3 separate regions of the Mus musculus genome follow, and all the other regions are linked to region 2. A link is a contact called in public promoter capture Hi-C data. All regions are on one chromosome and are shown on one strand. The core of a region is the stretch at or near the end of the contact, and the rest is flanking DNA. Distances in the headings are between cores, read along the strand shown.

Evidence for each region. Promoter capture Hi-C pulls out the DNA fragments that hold promoters and counts their contacts.
Region 1: a contact with region 2 is called in a promoter capture Hi-C map of hippocampal neurons, with 3 times the contacts expected there. A contact is called at or near these places in 6 of 39 promoter capture datasets (the 3T3-L1 cell line, the SN4741 cell line, hippocampal neurons and 2 more).
Region 3: a contact with region 2 is called in a promoter capture Hi-C map of pre-B cells, with 4 times the contacts expected there. A contact is called at or near these places in 1 of 39 promoter capture datasets (pre-B cells) and 1 of 9 other capture datasets (liver).

The regions. Positions count from the first base shown.
Region 1 is chr19:34,638,725-34,643,004 of GRCm38.p6, forward strand. Ifit1 (interferon-induced protein with tetratricopeptide repeats 1) reads left to right here and starts at 2,165. Exons shown (of 2, transcript NM_008331.3): 1 at 2,165-2,263. The coding sequence starts at 2,259. It also overlaps a transcript of Ifit1bl1 not described here and a transcript of Ifit1bl2 not described here.
Region 2 is chr19:36,553,389-36,557,311 of GRCm38.p6, forward strand. Hectd2 (HECT domain E3 ubiquitin protein ligase 2) reads left to right here and starts at 1,251. Exons shown (of 21, transcript NM_172637.3): 1 at 1,251-1,527. The coding sequence starts at 1,396. Gm41838 (a long non-coding RNA gene) reads right to left here and starts at 651. Exons shown (of 2, transcript XR_877830.3): 1 at 464-651; 2 at 1-346.
Region 3 is chr19:38,393,467-38,397,924 of GRCm38.p6, forward strand. Slc35g1 (solute carrier family 35, member G1) reads left to right here and starts at 2,514. Exons shown (of 3, transcript NM_175507.3): 1 at 2,514-2,835. The coding sequence starts at 2,649.

The DNA of each region.
Region 1 (4,280 bases), core at 915-3,414, 1.9 Mb before region 2:
GAAGAAGAAGAAGAAGAAGAAGAAGAAGAAGAAGAAGAAGAAGAAGAAGAAGAAGAAGAAGAAGAAGAAGAAGACGGTCAACTAACCTGGGTCCATGGGAGCTCACAGAGACAGAACCACCAACCAATGAGCATGCAGGGGCTGGACCTAGGCCCCATACACATTTGTAGCAGATGTGCCACATGATCTTCATGTGGGTCCCCTAAAAGTTGGAGCGAGGGCTGTCTCTACCTTTGTTACTCCCTTTCAGTCTCTTTTTGCTAGCTGGGCTGCCTTGTCTGGCCTCTGTGGGAGAGGAAGCTCTGAGTCCTGCTGCAACTTGATGGGCTGGGGGTGGGGGTGGGTGGTAGTACCCATGGGACATAGGGGCCTTCCCTTGTCAGAGGAGACAGGGAAGAAGGAATAGCCATGGAGGGTGTGATGGTGGAACTGGGCAGCAGTCAGAATGTAAAACAAACAAACAAGCAAACAAACAAACAAAAAGAAAGAAAAAATGAAAAACAAAAGAGAAAAAGGCAATTTTGAGTTAAGAGCCTTATTAACACAATCCTTTCAACCCTGTCCATTTTTAAGTGTTTTAATATTATATTTCAGTGAAGTGTGTAGCCGGTATGTGTATGGGTGAGTGTGTATGTGTGTAACTGTGTTTTTGTTAGTGTGTCTGTGGGGGTGGTGTTATGACATTCGTGTGAAGTCATGTTAGAACACTCTAGATTTAGTTCTTCTCTGCCAGCACGGAGTCAGGGGACTGAACCCAGGAGTCAGGCTTGATAGCAAACACTTTAACTCTCTAACATATACCTAGTTATCTGACTGACACATAACTCTAGGTTCTCTAAAATTAAACTTTACTGGAGAAAGTGACCAGAGGGCCAACTCCTGTCTTGGTGTCAGCTGATGGGGGGGGGGGGTTAGGGCTGTACCTACCTGGTCAAAGATAACTCTCAGGAGAGGCTAGCACTATATCAAGGAGATGGGATTAGATGTTTAACTTCTTTCAATATTTTTAATATATGGAGGTGAGAAGGATGAGCTGAATTTGAGGACCTAGACATCAAAGGTCAGGATAAGGAACTAGACAGCAATAAAGGCTGAGATTACAGGTTAACCAAGACAACAGACTAAAGTATTTGACCTCAACCTGAAACAGTGTGAGCCCCACTGTCTGTAGTTCCCTAGATTGCTATTAGCCCTTAAAATGGTATTTATTTTACGTGTATGAACACACTGTAGTTGTCTTCAGACACACCAGAAGAGGGCATTTAATCCTATTACAGATACTTGTGAGCCACCATGTGGTTGCTGGGAACTGAACTCAAGACCTCTAGAAGAGCAGTGAGTGCTCTTAACCACTGACCCATCTAGTAGCCTTGCTATTAGTGGGATAGCATCAAGGCTCTGAATAACCATCACCCTTTAGGGATTCCATGTTTGGTTCTTGTTAACATGACTATGATTGGTGGAAAGAACCCTTTAGAGTCACCTCAGGAGAAGTTAACACAAAGCATGGCTCTACAGCTCTCTGGGCAATGGGAAACTGTCCTGGTTTATAAAGACTGTATTCCTAAGGCTTCGGATAGGCTGGGAAGCTATGGACCAGTCAATGCAGGTGAATAATGACATCTGTGGAAGATGCTAAGGATAGACACACAACAAACCAGCTAGTATCTTCTTCCACTTCCACAATGCATGAGAACTCACTCTTCCAGTCCCAAACTTTCCCTTTGCCATCCTAAGACCCCCTAGTGCCACATGGGAAAGTCTCACTTCCAAGGAGGAACTGCAGACCTTCAGTTGCTTGGAAGAAAGAACAACACTGCTTCTGAAGATGCCAGTCTGCTTTCCATTTTATCTGTATCACCTCCATCAGCCCCTACCTAACAGATAAGAGTCTCTGGGTGGCAGGGATGTCTCACTCTCTCTCTCTGGACAGCAGTCTGGATCCGACATGTCTGTATCCGTTTCAGAGCCTTCTCCTCATCGATTTCAGTGGAGAATGCAGTAGGGCAAACCCCACAGTGCCCCACAGTGCGTCTCCCTGGATAAACTGCAGGCTTCAGTTTCACTTTCCAGTCTCAGTTTCAGTTTCTCACTGCTGACTGAAAAGAGCACACCCCCTAGCTCACCCAGCCCTTTAAAAAAAACCTGAGCTTCCAGTTGGTGTGACAGTCTGCAAGAGAGCAGAGAGTCAAGGCAGGTTTCTGAGGAGTTCTGCTCTGCTGAAAACCCAGAGAACAGCTACCACCTTTACAGCAACCATGGGGTAAGGATTTCCCTGTTCTCCACTCTGAGGGAACCCAGGACACAGACGTTTGCTAGTGGCTGTTTCTGAGTGTGCCTCTAGCTTCTCTTTCTACTGCTGATGGGGAACAAGGATGCTAATTGTCCTGAGGGTCCAGGGAGTTTGCTTAATGCCCCCACTAAGCTGTGTGCCTGGTGCTGGATGTGTGACTGGAAGCTTGTTTTGATTTTTAAGGCTGTCTCACAGCATGTAGTAGGACGTACCTGGGAGAGAATTTAGTGCATGCTCGGCTCACAAACAAAGATGATTACCAAACAGGCCCTCTGGAATGGAATAAAGGACCACCAGTGCCCACTTGGTGCTCCAAAAGTGAGCAGCAGGTTAGAGTATGCTCCTTCTGATCTTCTGAGGACATAGTCCTTAGAATGTTCCAGCATGTCCTCAGAATCTTCCAGCCTATCCCTCAATGGACCTCTTGAAATGCTGTTCAAGCTTTCTGTTCCAGGCGCATTCATTCCCATCCCTGGCTGGCTAAACAAATAGCCAGGGCAACACCTCTCTCTCTCTCTCTCTCTCTCCCTCCCTCCCTCTCTCCCTCCCTCCCTCCCCGCGCCCCCCCCCCCCCCAGGATTAAGAAACAAAAATGTGTCAATTCTATTCTCTCTGACAAGAGGTATTAAAACCTTTTGGCCAAGAAACTAAATATATATGAATAAATATATATGAATATATGTTATATAAAGCCATGTCAGGAAGTTTGATAAGGTAGAGCAAGTAGAGACCCAGAGACTCGGTGGGCACACAACTGAGGCTTAGGGTATGGTGGGTAAAAGTTCTATACCTGAGTCAAGGGCCCCACACATCACCAGGAAGATAATGTGATTGATACAGTACCACCAACCAGTGGTTCCAGATTTAATAGATGGTGCATGGGGCACTACATCACACCCTGAGCCTGAGTATGGAGATATGGAACATCTGTGTTTTGCAACTGTTCAGAGGAATAGAGCATATAACTAACAAGAAAAAAGGCTCTCCTGCCTACCTCTGAGACCTAGGGAATCAGGTCACCTCTGATCCCTTGAGCCTGTGGGCCCCCTACTCCTATTGCCCTTCTGAAGTCAATTGGTCCAGAAGGTAAGAAGAAGTTTGGTAAGGTAGAGCAGATGCTATGCATAGGTGCATGTACCTCCACCTCAAGACAGAGAGCCCAGAAGGATCCTTGTGAGCCTCCCAGTCAAGGCAGACCTTCCTGGGCTACTGCTGTCCAGTTTTCAGAGTCCTCTGAGCTGTCCTGACAAAATCTTTATTTCCCATAAGGTGCAGGTACAATCTCTAATTCCAACTGTGGGATGCTGTAGCCAGGGAAAGCAAAGTAAAGCCAGATTGAATCTGATGCCCCTGGGTCAGGATTAATCTATTCCTACAGAAGCTTGTCCAGCATCTTAAAGTGCTCTGGAAAAGAAGGAGTAACTATGAATTTGGTTATGAGAGAGAGAGTGAGAGAGAGAGAGACAGACACAGACACAGACACAGACACAGAAATAGGGAAAGACAGATGATGGGGTCTCTGAGAATGCTGTGGCCAACAGAGCAATGGTCTCTATGAAGTAAGAAGGAAATCTGGTTGAATATAATTTAGCCAATGTCGGTTCAAACTTCTAGAATCTAACCTGGCACTGTTTGTTGTAAATATATTTCAGCACAATAAAATATAGCAAAATGTTTCCTGGTGTAATACAATCCTCTGTGTACACGGAGGTATCATGAGGTATAATTACACTGAAACTCAATTCAAAGTACATGTGACTTCTCTCAAGAGGATTAATTCCAGAGATAGGCTTCATACGTTAGCTGAAGGGCCCAGGGAAAAATCTGGTATGGTGTAAGTCATACAGATAGTACGGAGGTCATTTGGACTATTACCATTTCCATCCCTGGTTGTGTGAGCTTGGGGGAGCCTCGGACCATACAAATAAAGCAAAGGTTACCTATGCTATTAGCCATCTCTGGTCCTGCTGTATGAGGTTAATGTGTT
Region 2 (3,923 bases), core at 1-2,500:
CTATCCGATTCACTTTATTGCTTGCTACAAATTCTGGGCTTGAAAAACAACCTCATGCCAGGAAGAACTGTAACTATTTATTTAGTTCTGCGGACTCTGAATTATATAAAATGACAGTCACCAAATCCCCTCTGAATTTGTTTCAGAGATATTCTTGCTTCTTGTATTTGGAGCTGAGTATTCTTGGATTAGAAAATTCACTTCACCATGAATAAAATAACGAAGTCTCAACTAAAAATCCCAAGACCTCAATGTCGAGAAATTCTCTATTTTTAGTAAGTGGTACAGTGAATACTTCCTCTCTCCCTTCTCCTCCATCAGCAGGTGTCTCTGCCATTCCAGCAGACTGATAAAAGGAAAAGGAGGGGGCGAGGAGAAAGGAAATTGTCTAAGTCGTCGTCGGGTGGTGGAGGTGGGGATATTTTAACATGACGATTTAAAGTAATTTTTTAAACGTTCTTACCCAGAATTTATTACGAGGTTTATTATGGATTACTCAGCAGTTTGGATCTGTCCATCTGTAACTTATAAACGGAAGGGGACAAGGGATTAGAGGGAACGAAGGACGGCGGGGGGCGGGGAGAGCAAAATGTAGGCGCGTGGGCACGGAAGGGAGAGGCGGACTTGGCAGTCATGAGGGACCGCGGCTCAGAAATGGAAAGTGTGGCCTGGCCGTCCTGCCCTGGAGTGTGTGTGGGAGGGGAGCACGGTGTCGCATTGTCCTCTCCCGACCCTAAGCGCTTCTCCCGTAGGATGAGGCCAGGAGAGGACACGGGGAAAGAGTTAGTCATAAGGATGCTCAGGTGAGCGGTCTCCCAGTCTCCCCGGCGCTGGAGGCACTGGAGGAAAGATCAGGGGGCAGACATGACCCCGAGTCCGCTTCCTGAGCGCGAGTTTAAAGGTCAAAGGCCACCAGCTGGGTCAAAGGTCCCCGGCTCACCTGCCACTCCAGGTGAAGGGAAAGCCAGGGTTAGAATCCGTGTCACAGCCTTTACAAGGCCTGTCGCCCTCCCACCACAGCCCGCGACCAACATGGCGACCAGGCGCCCCCCAGCTCCCGCCCCGCGCCGTCTCCTCAGCGGTCCCCGCGCGTGACGCGGGGCCGCGGTCTGAGCCCCGGCCGGCGGACCCGCGGGAGCGGAGCGCGGCCGAGGGCGCGAGCCGGGCGCACGCAGGGGGTGGGCGGCGGAGCCTGGCGGCCAGCCCGGGGGCGCGCGCACACGCGCGGGCGCGCGACGGGCCGCGGGCGCGCGCGGGGGCGGGGGCGGCGCGGCGGCGGCGGTTGGAAGGAGCCCTCTCGCGGCCGCGGCAGCAGCAGCAGCGCCCGCCCCGGCTGCAGTCCGGCCGCCGCTGCCGCCGCCGCCACCGCCTCGCGCCTCAGCCGCCCGGCCAGACATGAGTGAGGCGGCTCGGGATCTCTCGCCCGGAGCGCCGCCGGCGGTAGCCGCGGCCGCCCCGGAGGAGAGGAAGGGGAAAGAACCGGAGCGCGAGAAGCTGCCGCCCATCGTGACGGCCGGCGCAGCCGCGGTAGGTGCGGCGGGGGCCGGGGGGCGCCCTGGGCGGTGGGTTGAAGGCGGCCTGGAGAGGGGACAACAGGGAAGTTGCGCCTCGAGGGCAACGGCCATCACTTGGGAACCGCGCCTTCCACGCTCGGGGAGTGGGGTCCGCTGCCTGATGCTGGGTGTTTGCTTGTTTTCGGGGGGTCTGGCTCCCGACTTTCTGCTGAGGGTCGGCATCCTCTGTTGGATGAGCATGGGTGCCAGTTGGGCGTCAGGGAGGTTTTCCCTGAGTGGGAGAACCTGCCTGTGGGCGCCAAGGCAGCGCTTCCCTTCGCTTTTGCGGTCCTTTCTCCCCTCGGGTTGAACAGTCTCAGAGAGGAGTTTCCTCCTAATTCTGACCTTTCCGTTGCTATCCGGGTAGTGGGAGGCAGTTGCCTCCCTGGATGCTTTTATTTTTTTCATACGGTACTGACGTGTGATTTGAAGGAGCGAGGCTTTTTCTTCTTTTAAAACTCGGCTATCCAAGCTTAATAAGCGTGGTAATTTCCCAGCTGGATTTTGCAAGGGTTAATTTGGAAGGCGCTCTCAGCCTTCAAACTCCATACTGCCAAATGATGTCATGGGACATCATCCCCTCTCTCCCTTCCCCCTGTTTGTACTTAGTGGTTGGGAGTCTGGTTGCTTTATGATTAACTTCTGGTTTTGACATTTTTATTTGACATAGTATTTAAATACTTTGGGCAAGTTTGCTTTCAAGTATTTAAAGATTATGACTTGTCAACGCATCTGTACGTGACAAAATAGTAAAAGTTTGGGGAATATTATACATTTAAAAAAATTTCTACTTGCAATTAGTTTCTAGAAGCCGCCCTCCTAAATGACTAGGAACTTACTAAAATAGCTCACTCTTCTTTATAAAGTATTAGTATCAGAATAATGTTATGATTTGGTAGGTTTTTCAAAAATGTCTGAAGCCTGTAATAACTGGAAATTGTTAAAGACAACTCTTTTATCATAAGTCAGCACAGCAGATTTGGACAGCAATGACACACATTTTAAAAGGATAACTACAACTGATTGGTAAATTGCAGCTGTAGTTAGGAATTACCTTGGGAGATGCTTTGAAGCAATTTGTCATTCATATTGTAGTCTGTTGGTGCACAGGGTTTTCACAGCTTTTTATGTAGGACTTCTTAATGCCAATGTAGTTTGTTTGTTTCAAGTCTGGGTATGTGTCTAGTGTGTGTATACGTGTGAGTATGGGTATATGTGTATGGAGGTCACATATACATGTGACCTGGTGTTGGTTGTCACCCCATGCTTTGGCAGTTTTTTCCTAAGGTGGTTATTAAGAGGGAAAATGTAACATCTGCTTTTAGAAGCAATGTTATGAGTTTAGTGTCTAACAGCAAGTACCTTTCCCCAAATTATTTATATATAGTGAAGAATATATTATATATAGCAAATAATGTCTATTATTTATCAATATTATTTACATATAATTTCAGTGGAACTGAAAGAAAGGTTTGGAACTTAACAGAAGCTGATACAGTGTGGCTGGAAGTCTAACATTTGTTATCTGAAGCACATAGGTCTTAGTAATTTCAAGTTTTTCAGATTTTAAGAAAGTAATCCTTTTAAGTATTACCACATGTAATAACTACAGTGAAGTCCTGGCCAATTTCCTGGCATCAGTAGTATCTAAAACTGTAGCCAATGTATTGTTTGTTCTGTTCAGTGGAATAAGGTTAAAAACTCTTACTTGCCTTATGGCATTTCAAGGCACATCCACATTTGTGCTACCAAGTGAATTGCAAAGACACTCTTTTTCAGGATGTAGACTAGTCAAAGAGCCTATAGTTTAAGAATTTTTAAAAAATCTTTGAACATGGAGGATAAAAACAGTTTGGAATAGAAAACTTGGGATTCTGAGGCAGTTTCTGGTGGTGCCTTAAAATTTCTTTTGACCTTGATACTGCTGTTGGATTTTTCAATGGAAATTTTAAGAGGAAAATGCAAGTATGTATTGCATATTTTTCAAGAGGATTTTCAGAGCTGAAATTTTGAGGCATCATGATAAAAAGCCTAAGGAAAAAAAATGCTGACATCTGAAGATGAGGAAAGCCAGGGCATCTGGGATGACCGGATTCTCCAGTAGAGTGGGGAAGACTTGATGGAATGTGGTGGAAAGAGAAAGACAGTTTATTGCCTCCTAGTTTATTTCTGAACTCTGTAGGGCTTAAGCAGAACTCAAGGTTTGTTTAGTATCCTAATTGACATCAGGAACTTTGGGGACCCTTTTAGTGATTCTTCCTTTTTGCCCAAATTAATAGCTCCACCCTTCCAACTTGAGTTTATATTTCAATTCAAGTGGCCCTGTAATCATGTGGGGTTTTTTCCCTCAGAAAATTAGTGTGTCATGGT
Region 3 (4,458 bases), core at 1,264-3,763, 1.8 Mb after region 2:
CTCAAGCAGGTCAGGAAGCAGGAGCTGAGGCAGAGGCCATGGAGGGATATTCTTTACTGGCTTGCTTCCCCTGGCTTGCTCAGCCTGCTCTCTTATAGAACCAGGACTACCAGCCCAGAGATGGCACCACCCACAAGGGGACCTGCCCCCTTGATCACTAATTGAGAAAATGCCTTACAGCTGGATCTCATGGAGGCATTTCCCCAACTGAAGCTCCTTTCTCTGTGATAACTCCAACCTGTGTCAAGTTGACACAAAACTAGCCAGTATTCTAGGAGGCTATTCTAATGTGATCTTTGATCTGGGTCCTAGATGATCTAGGGTTACCTCTTTAGGGATGCGAAAGTAGCAATGAAGGCCTCTAAGGGGAAATCCCTGGTCAAGAGAATTTAATTTTGGGCCTGGGCACAGAACTAACATTTCAATGGGGCTCTGCCAATCTCTTGGCCAAGGAGCCAGCCCTTGCAATCAGGCTCATCTTAAACATGCTAATGAAATATATGGAATCATTAATTTTTGTTCCAGAGGACTAGTCTTACTATTGCAATTTCTTATTCCAAGATAGGACAGAAAAACAGCAGGCATTGTTTGTTTGTTGTAGGCAGCCGATGCCCAAAAGATGGCACGGGTTTCCGGTACACCGTGGCTGTGCTCTGCAGGTGCTAGCCCAAATCTGGCGCCAACCCCTTTGCGGGTGCATGCAAATTAAGGTGCCGGGCAGACTGACCAATCCCAGGAGGACACAAAGCTTTTCCCTGTGCTGGGGTGTATATAAGGAGTCCTCCCTGGGTTCCCGTAGCAGCATCAAGGCGTTCCTGCAATAAAGCTGTTGAGAAGAATCCGACAGTGTTGCGTTTTCCTTGCCGAGGTGGGCGCAACAGTTTGTTTGAAGATAGGGTTTCTCTGTGTAGCCCTGGCAGTCTTGGAACTCTATAGACCAGGATGGCCTCAAACTCAGAAATCTGCCTGCCTCTGCCTCCCAAGTGCTGGGATTAAAGGCCTGTACCACCACTGCTCTGCAAGAGCTAACACTTCAGTGAGTTTGGAAAAGTATTTTTTTTTTAAAGAGGAGGAATTTCTAAGAAATATTAAATATGAGTCTTTTCTATCAAATACTTATAAAACGAGTTTAGGAGAAGGAATCAACGTCCTTTTATCTCACCCATACGCAAATGTTTCCATCTTTCCCACCACCCATTAAAATGTCTGTTTACACAAAGCCCAGTGCTATATTCCAGGAATTGCAGAACCAAAGATCAGCTTCCCCTTTCCCCTTCTTCCTTCATTTCAAGAGGGCCAGTTCTTAAAAAACTGGCGATGGAATAAGACTGTGAGGTTTGACCCCAGCCAATGGGGAAAAAGACGAAGTCCCATCTAAGGGGGAATGAAAAATAAATGCATTTCCTGTCTACGAGTTCCATCTTCAGAGTACACCCTCTTTTTTTTTTTTCCATTTTTTATTAGGTATTTAGCTCATTTACATTTCCAATGCTATACCAAAAGTCCCCCATACCCACCCACCCCCACTCCCCTACCCACCCACTCCCCCTTTTTGGCCCTGGCGTTCCCCTGTACTGGGGCATATAAAGTTTGCGTGTCCAATGGGCCTCTCTTTCCAGTGATGGCCGACTAGGCCATCTTCTGATACATATGCAGCTAGAGTCAAGAGCTCGGGGTACTGGTTAGTTCATCAAGAGTAAAATTTACCCCGCCTAGGCCCTTCACTTGGAATATCGGTCTCTTTCTTTGAAATCTGGAGCTAACAGAGCTGAGGTAGCTACTTGTCTCAGTTTGTTGAGACAGCCCCCTTTGCCTTGCAATTTTTGTTTGTTTGGATGGTTGGTTTTGGTTTTGTGGAGAAAGGGTTTCTCTGTGCTGCCAGGGCTTTCCTGGAACTCGCTCTGTAGACCAGGCTGGCCTTGAAGTCACAAAGATCCTCTTCACTCAATTTGCCACCACACCCAGGTGCCTTGCATTTTTAAAGAGCCCTCCTTTTCAATTTTATGTTTCAATCTTTATGTTTACACCTTAAATTCTTGGACAGGTCGAAGTGTGTTTAAAAACTCACATAATGCTTAGAAGTCCTCGGGGCATCACAGAGGTGATCCATATCAGTAAACAGACACTCAGTCCCTTTTAATTTAATTTAATTTAATTTAATTCATGTATTTATTTAGGGAGGGCGTCTCACTATACAGCCTTAGCTGGCTTTGAACTCACAAACCCACATGCCTCTGTCCCTAACTGCTGGGAGTAAGGGCGTGGGCTACCACGCCCAGCTCAGAGGTACAGTCTTTCTAAAGCAGCAGAAGGCCCCAAGACCCGAGGCGCCAGGGCTGAGAACCAAGCGTCCCTCCCTGTCTGTGCAAAGACAGAGGAGGACCAGTGTGCTGTCTAGCCCGACTGCCCTGGGGTGGGGGTGGGGGACAGTCACCGCGCCAGCTGTAGCCACCGCAGCCGGAGAGCACGAGCGAGCGCAGGCGGCGGGCTCCCCGGGGCGGGAGGGCAGCGGAGGACAAGCGCGCGGAGCCGGGCGCACGCGCACGCGCACACGCACCGGCTCGCCGGGGGCCGGAAGAGCCGAGCGGCCGGGCGGCAGCTGCGGGCGCCAGAAGGCGCGCGGCTGCGGGGAGAGCGCGGGCTGCGGGATGGGGCCCCCGGAGAGCGCGGCGGAGCTTGCAGCCGAGGCGGTGGAGCTGCGCGAGCCCGAGCTGCAGCTCGCGGACCCGGCGTCCCCCGGCGAGGAGCACGTGGACGTCGAGGCGGAGGGCGCCCCTGGCCGCGGCAGGTGCTGGCCGTGTGGAGCCTGGGCGTGCGGCTCGCGTGGGGAGCCCGGTGAGTGCGGGCGGGCGGGGTCGGTCTGGTCCTCTGCGCACCGGCCTGAGCCGAGACCCAGAAAGTTTCCGAGTGTTAATAACCCCAAATTGGTGACGGGGGGTGGGGGGTGGGGGGGTGGGGGACAGGACCTCGCAGTCCAGTGGCAGTCAGAGGTGAAAGGTCACCGAGAGGGGCCAGGCAGCGGGTGGCAGGAAGCCGACTTGGAACCCACATCGTGGGTGTAAACCGATCTTCCTGAACCAAGTTGGAAAGACTGGAGTTCTGGAAGTGTTTGTCACGGAATCTCAGCATCGCAGAGAGGAAGAGTTCAGTGGACCACTGACCCTCAAGCTTTGGGGGGACAGGGGGACTTTTTAGCTACTGGCTTAAAACGAGGTACACCTTGCGAGGAGCCTCGGTGAAGAACCCTTAACTTTCGTTCAAATTCCCCTAACAAAGAAGTAAAGAGAGGCCGTGGAAGATGGGGGTTCGGGATTCGGTCTCACCCCACCTCCATCTGCCAAGGTCTGGGTAGGGCAGGTCCAGACAGCACTAGGTAAGGCTCTCTACTTTTGCCAGAGACTCTGTCTGCCTAGGGCCCTTTCCACTAAATAGCTTTCCAGTAAGAAGCCCATCTTTTAGACCTTTCTCAATCTAATCTCCGGGGTCTCTTCCCCTGAATATGCCCTACGACTTCTGTGCCTCTTGTCCCACTCAGGTTCCTACCTTCTTAGTTGTGTTTTTCTGAGTTAAGAGAGAAAAGTCTCGGGGAGATGAGTATTGCTACATTTCTGTCCTGAAAGCAAAGAGAAAAGATCTCGGGTTTCTGATTTTGTTTGCATGGATAGGTTACCCCATGTTGGGCTGACTAACCCGGGAGCTCCTGAGGTCAGTTTTTTTTCTAGTCACCCTATGGGTGGATGTCATTCTGGCCTAATGTGGAACTGGGCCTTGCAAACTCTTTAGTTTTCCATTCGGGCATGAATGAAGGGGTCTGCATACTTACTCAGGCAGCACGTGCTAAAAATGTCAGCACATCGTGAATGCCCAGGAATCTTGCCCTTCAATTTCAAGACAAGTTTCTAACAGTTATTTTGAAAACAAAGCACAAGCCACTATAAGCCAAAAGTTGGCATTGGATTTTTGACTGGCTCATTTTAGACTCTGTGTGCAGTCTAGGCTGGCTCACACTCTGTTGTCTTGCCTAAGCCTCCTTGAGTGCTGGGGTTAAGGGCCTCCATCATTATGCCTGGCTTTCAGACTCTAGATCTTAGTGGTTTCTTAACAAAACTCACCTTCAAGCTTAGGTTGGAACTGGATACCCTTACCCAGTTTAGAGGTTTGCTGATTCTTGTTTGCTGTTTCCCGTACAGTGTAGAGTCTGTACTAAAGAGAGAGAGTTGTCTTAGCCCTGTGCACCCCATTTTCCTGCTGGAGTGAGCACTTGGCATAGTGTACCAGGCCTTCAGCTAGCATCTACAAAGTTCCAAACCTAAGTTACCCCCGTGATCCTAAATCAGGTCCAGGTTACTGCAGTGTGGAGAAGCCAAGTAAAAAAAAGGTTTTTTTACCCTCTTCTGGAAGTTGTCTGGTGACTGCTTAATTTGAGTCATTAAACGCTCAACTTGTGTAGAGTGATTA